2 separate regions of the Gossypium hirsutum genome follow, and region 1 is linked to region 2. Evidence: chromatin contacts called from public Hi-C data. All regions are on one chromosome and are shown on one strand. Each heading gives the region's core, a stretch centred on a gene start, on an enhancer-like site or on the middle of the called end of the contact. The rest is flanking DNA. Distances are from core to core; before and after follow the strand shown.

Region 1 (2,861 bases), core at 23-2,522, 340 kb before region 2:
GCTCAATAGTTTCGTACATCTCCTCAAATCTAAACATCCAAACACATCTTCCCCAATTCGTTGCCAATTAAAACATAACTCCCATCATCACCCCTCACCCTCCACAGACTCAAAAGTTGGAGAATATGCATGCAAAACAAAATGTAGAAACATCCAAGGGCTTTATTTATAAAAGCCTAGGAGATGAACTGTGAAAAAAAGTTGTGATATTTGTGGTCACACTGTAGAAACATCCAAGGGATTTATTTATAAAAAATTTGGGTCCTCCAGTTCAATTCTCAGAAACCATCTCAAATGTGAGACGTTTCTAGAGACCTGTCGTAAAAAAAAAATTCCTGTTGAAATTAGCAGAAAAAGAAACCCAGAAATTCAGTTTTCGGTAGCTTCTAATGCTAATAAGTGAATTCCTGAATTCGGGACCTACTTTTCATCACCATCACGTTAAGCATGTAATTTTAATGTATACATATATGCTATCGTCTGTAAGCCAAAACATAAATAAGATCTTATCTGCTTTCAATATAAATTTTCAAGAGATAATAAATAGAGAAAAAAAATTTATCTACCTGTTCCGATCGTAAAACGACGATGTTTCCTAAAACGATGACGGTTCCTGATTCATCTAGCAATTTCGCGAACTGCAATCCTTGTTCATGACCCGAACAACTTTCTCCGCAAATCCGAAGAAAGTCGGAATAAGAAATCCAGATTTTCCCTGTCTCTCTCAGCTTCGTTTTCACCACCTCCAACTGCGCCACCTTTAACAACTTCTTCGCTTCCTGAACCGACAGTGCAGGCAGCTCCGAAACCGCCGATTTCGCCTCCAAGTGCGAGCTCAACCCGTCTAACCGGATGCGATCCCTGGACACATCGATTTCCCTTAATCTCTCCATTAAATTCTCCCCCATCGGTAACTTCCTCATCGGCGGTGAAGCCATAGATCCTTTATGAAGAAACCGCCTGAACATGCCATTGCCGTTACTCTTAGCATCTCCTGGATCCACCGTCATACCGGTTGCTGCTTTCCCCGTTTTTCTTGCGATCCGCTTCTGAACCGTCGGTGAGGAAATCCGGCAGTTAGTAACAGCTTGCGAAGAAATTTTCGAAATATTAAAAAGTTTCTCTGCCAAGGTTTTCCTAAACGCCATTGCTAGAAATTAAAGAAGCTAACTAATTATCAAAAAGTTGTTTTTTTTTTCTTTTTTCTGGGGTGGGGGGGGATAGAGTTTAGAAGATTTGAAAGCTTTGCTCGCTTGGTGTTGGCACAATCAATGAAGGTTTTGGCCCGTTTTATAGGGTCCAACAATGGAGGGAAGATAAACAGAAAAATAGAAATTTACAAAAAAAAAATGAAAATAACGCGAGAATTTGAGAGATTTGAAAACATACTTCGCACTTTAGATTACTCCCTGCCTTACATTTTCGAAACATGCTTATAGAATCATCTCGTTAGGGGCGATTCTTTTCAATTTATCGGAACGAGAAATTGGAGAACCGATTTCACGAGAGGAAATATCGAAGAGCATGAGCTAATCACACTACACGTGGAGGGTTGAGCTTGAACTACAAATGACCTTTTGAACCGTCAGATCATATGAAAATTTATCATTCGCGCCTTTCCTGATGTTGACTTTCATTTTGTAATTCATAAATACTGATTTGTTGAACACGTGTAGCATTATTAGCGGAAGAAATCTAGAAGGTGAGAGTAAATAGAAGGGTTTGGATTACATGGGAAAATTTCTGTGTGTTTGACGGCAGCGAAGACAGAAGTGGAAAGCAAATCAAGTTTCCTTTTTGGTGTTGGGTGGATGACTATAAACGTTCACACAAACGTGTCGCCACATATATTTTGGTATTTATGTAATAAACAAAATCTTTAAAGTTGTTTGCGTTCACGATAAATCCTCAACATTTTATTTTTATTTTTCTTTGGGTGACAAAATTTTCGTCAAGGAGTTGATTTAACGATTGCCACCTGGTGACCGTAAGATAAAAAAAAAAACACAGTATCACAGTCAAACCATTTCACGAGTTAATTAATAAGATTTCATGGTTAAAACTAATTTGAAATAATCGTTTTTATTTCACTTTTTAATCCCTTAATTATTGAACATTTTAACATAATTATAGCTCACGACTAATTCTAACTCAAATCCTCCCAAGCATTTGTAATCCGACCATATTCTTTTGGTTTGATTGTGGATTCCATATTAACTTAGTCCTTTTAATAACGATTAATGCTAACGATAATAATTTAGATGTACAAAATAATATTATTTGAAACTAAAATAGTAATGAACGTGAAAAGGTAAAATGCAGGTAACTATTGAGACTATGACCAAATTATTTTCATTATCCATCAAATGATGAATATATGTTATTTATTTAAGGATATAGGAAGGTGATGTGGTGCTTAGATTTTCCTTTTTGTTGTTGTTCAAATGTTGGGGTTTAGATTAGATAATAGATTATTGGCATAACCAAATTTGATTCTAGATTGGCCAAGTTTTTGAATTCAACACTTATTTTAAAAGATAACATAAAATAAAAAAGAATTTAATCCCATGATTAATGTTTTCATCTAAAAAATACATATTTTCTGCATAATTTAAGATAATATATTAAAACTTTATTTTATATTAATATTAACCTATCAACTTAACCAGATAACTCCTAAATAAGTAGTTGGATCACAATGTTTCAACAATATTTTAAGCAAATCCAACCCATTATAAAAATTATTTTAGGGCACATTCATGAATTAATAAAGTTTTGGTTGAAATTACAGTTTTGGGGATTTTGATATTTTATTTCTAAGATTGTTATTCTGCACGCTGTGAAATTTTTTAACTTTTTAT
Region 2 (3,222 bases), core at 210-2,709:
TGTGCTAGTAATGTCAGGTGACCAAACAAAGTATAGATTGTGCTGGAACGGAAAGTTTTCGCTGATATGCATTAACATGCCTAAGGACTTTAGAAGCTGATACTAAGAATTTAGACATTGCAGTACTTTTTTATTGTGATTGACCTCATCAATAGACGAACACCTCAAAATTGAGTGAAAATATTATGCCAGAAGACAGTCTGTTTCTTATATATCCTTTAATCTCATGACAGGCAATTTACTTCTCGCCGAGGATAGAACGTGCATCAAGCTGGCTGACTTTGGACTAGCTAGAGAGGAAGTATTGGGTGGAATGACTTGTGAGGCCGGTACTTACCGGTGGATGGCTCCTGAGGTGCTTTTCTTATAATGGTTCTAAATTAATCTAGTAGTGGCTTATCTTCCTAGTTCTGGTAATGTCTAACTTGTTTCTTTTATCCAAATTAGATATACAGCAGAGATCCACTCCCAATCGGAGCAAAGAAACACTATGACCACAAAGTCGATGTGTACAGTTTCTCAATTGTTCTTTGGGAGATACTGACGAATAAAGCTCCATTCAAGGGAAGGGATAATGTAACAGCGGCATATGCAGCGGCAAAGGCAAGCTGAACTTTCATTTGTCATGTCAATACTTTTTAACAATTTCTAACTATATCTCTTTTGCAATCTTCAGAACGAAAGGCCTTCTGTGGAAGGTCTTCCAACAGAGATTGTGTCTCTCCTGCAGTCCTGTTGGGCAGAGGACCCGAAGATTCGACCAGAATTTAAGGAAATCACTGCCTCTCTTACCAACTTCCTCCGCAACTGTAGCCCACCAGAGACTACACCTCCTAAGCAAATGGAAATTGATCGTTCCGGAAGCCATGCAGAGGAAGAGTCGGTCAATCCCGGGCATGTTACAAACAAGTGTAACGACAAGGGGAAGAAATCGAAGTCTTATACCTCATTCTTCATCTGCTTCGATGATTGCTTATCGAATTGATCAGGCAGGATGATGGCTGATCATGTTTTGGGTACAAAATGTACATGAATGGCTTATGCCTTCTTTCAGTAAACATAAACTTCACAGAACTGTCAATTGGACATCAATGCTTTTTATATATACCTCAGAAACAGTCAAAGATATAATTAAATATACATAAAGCTTTTATCAAAGTTTTGTCTTTTGTTTCAAGAGATGTACTAATTTCGTGAATGGGAAGCGTGGTTGGGCTTACTCCGGCTGAGAGAGGGACCAATTTCCATCTGCTAAATGGTGAAACCAGCAGGAACCATGTCCCATCAAGTACGGCTAAATTCCTGAAAGCCAATAAGAATGAAGTCAAAGGCGGTGCATTATAAATGGATAATGTTTCAGTGACGTGGAAGCCACACAAGCCCATACGGATAATAACCTTAAGGGCAAAAAGAAAAAAGCTCAAACCTAAACGATGTAGTTTCGCTATAAAACTTGACACCCCCCTTTCTCTTCTCTTTCTTTTTCTTTCCTTCCAAACTAAACAAAGAACATTGTACTTCAATTTCTCGTACGATTCTTTTATTCTTTATTTGCAGCCGTCGGATAAGGAAATATAAGAAGCAAATAAAAAAAGAAAAGATTGTTTATATAAATAAATGTCTTTCTCTTGGTAATTTCCCCTTTTTATTTATTTATTTAAAGTGTTTCCACTTGGACTTCCTCCTTACTTCCCTTTTCAACGCCATGAAAGCAGGTCTGGTCTTTCTTTCTTCTTCTTTCTTCTTCTTCTTCTTCTTCAAATTTGTTCTTTTTAATATTGTGTTTTTTATATGTAATTTTAAAAGCGTTTAGAAGCTAAATTTCTTTCCTTCTATTTCTGTTCTTTTATGCCATTAATAAATTTGTTTCAGGATTTCTTTCTTTTTCTCTTATCTCATTTTTTTTTGAACTTTGATTTATCAGTTGGATTAGTATTACTTACACGTTCTTCTCTCAACTTTTATCTTTATATTGTTTCTTTTAAGTTTTGGCTGTGTTATGCCTATGGGAAATCGTGTGGTTTTAGCTTGAATATTAAAATTAGCTTTTACTATTTTGGAAAAAAAAAAAAACCCAGTTCTTTAGCATATTCATCAGTAAGGAACTAAGAATCCATTCACTGATAATGTATGTTCTTTTCTTCTTTCTTTCTTTTTTTTTCTAACATGTGGAGAAGGTGTATGGATTCCAGCTGTAATACGACAATTGCTGGTCAACGTTAGGTTTTTACTACAATCTGCATGAAGAATTAAGAGGGCTAATTGTTGATTAGCTTAGCTGTGGTCTATTTAAAACAGATACCGCCAATTTCTACTGATTTTTCTTTTTCTTTTTCCTACTAATTTTTTGTTTAATATAGGAATTGTTGAAAAAGTCGGATTATTCTTTTTGTAGGGAACAAATTGGAGTTAATTAACAAATTCTTAGAATTAAAGGATTACTTTATATTTCAAGGTTGTCCCTTTATGGAAACGATTGATACTCTACCTCTATTTTGCATATGGCTAAATTAGCTACAAACAAGATGCTTTCCTCTGAGTGCTTCACTTGTTAGGACAAGAATGTGTGATTTGTCTTTAAGTTAGTTTATATGGAAGAGTAAATTAACAACCTAATTTGTATCATTTTGTATTTATTCGCTGCTAGTGATGTGACCAAGATAACAGAAGATCTTTAAAAAGTAACAAGTTTATTTCTAGATTTTAGCTTTCTTTAAATGGTTTTTAAGTTATTCTGAAACTGTTTGTAAGTTGTTTTCAATATTTTAGGGTAAGTTTTGTCTTTTGTTGGATCATGTGAGTGTTGTTTACAATGTTGCGGAGCATTGAGGCCGGTTCGATTATTTTTCTCATTGTAGTCCATTCATGATAATATGCTGTCTGAAATCTATTTAGATTTATGCTCGATGGGCTCATAAATGATGTTTCTGCATGTTGCTGATAGCTAGTTATAGTTTCCCATTTTTCTTCCCCTCCTTGTTAGTTGTGTCATTGGTAGATAATTTCTTGTGATCTCTCATCTCTGATATACGTGTTTACTTGGTTTTGGATTCTCAGGTGCTTCATAAAAGTCATTGACGATCAAATTTTATTTTAAAATTGCTGAAATTAAGAAGTTTGCCAAAGTGGTTATGGGAACAGAAGAAGAGAGCTCACCTGCCAACCATTCTAAACCTACTGCTTCAGCTCAGGTATATCATCCTTGCCTTATCTCCACCCAAA

Evidence for each region. Hi-C and Micro-C count contacts between places; a contact is called where the count stands out from the background.
Region 1: a Hi-C map of leaf shows a contact between it and region 2, with 2.1 times the contacts expected there. The contact joins the promoter of LOC107957431 here to the promoter of LOC107913098 in region 2. A contact is called at or near these places in 3 of 34 Hi-C or Micro-C datasets (leaf and seedling).

What each region holds. Positions count from the first base shown.
Region 1 is chrD11:23,071,288-23,074,148 of Gossypium_hirsutum_v2.1, reverse strand. It overlaps LOC107957431 (calcium uniporter protein 2, mitochondrial), which reads right to left and starts at 1,272. Exons shown (of 2, transcript XM_016892949.2): 1 at 567-1,272. The coding sequence starts at 1,148.
Region 2 is chrD11:22,731,646-22,734,867 of Gossypium_hirsutum_v2.1, reverse strand. LOC107913098 (G-box-binding factor 1) reads left to right here and starts at 1,459. Exons shown (of 12, transcript XM_016841548.2): 1 at 1,459-1,715; 2 at 3,058-3,191. The coding sequence starts at 3,132. LOC107913099 (serine/threonine/tyrosine-protein kinase HT1) reads left to right here. Exons shown (of 6, transcript XM_016841551.2): 4 at 234-355; 5 at 448-603; 6 at 677-1,158. The coding sequence ends at 985.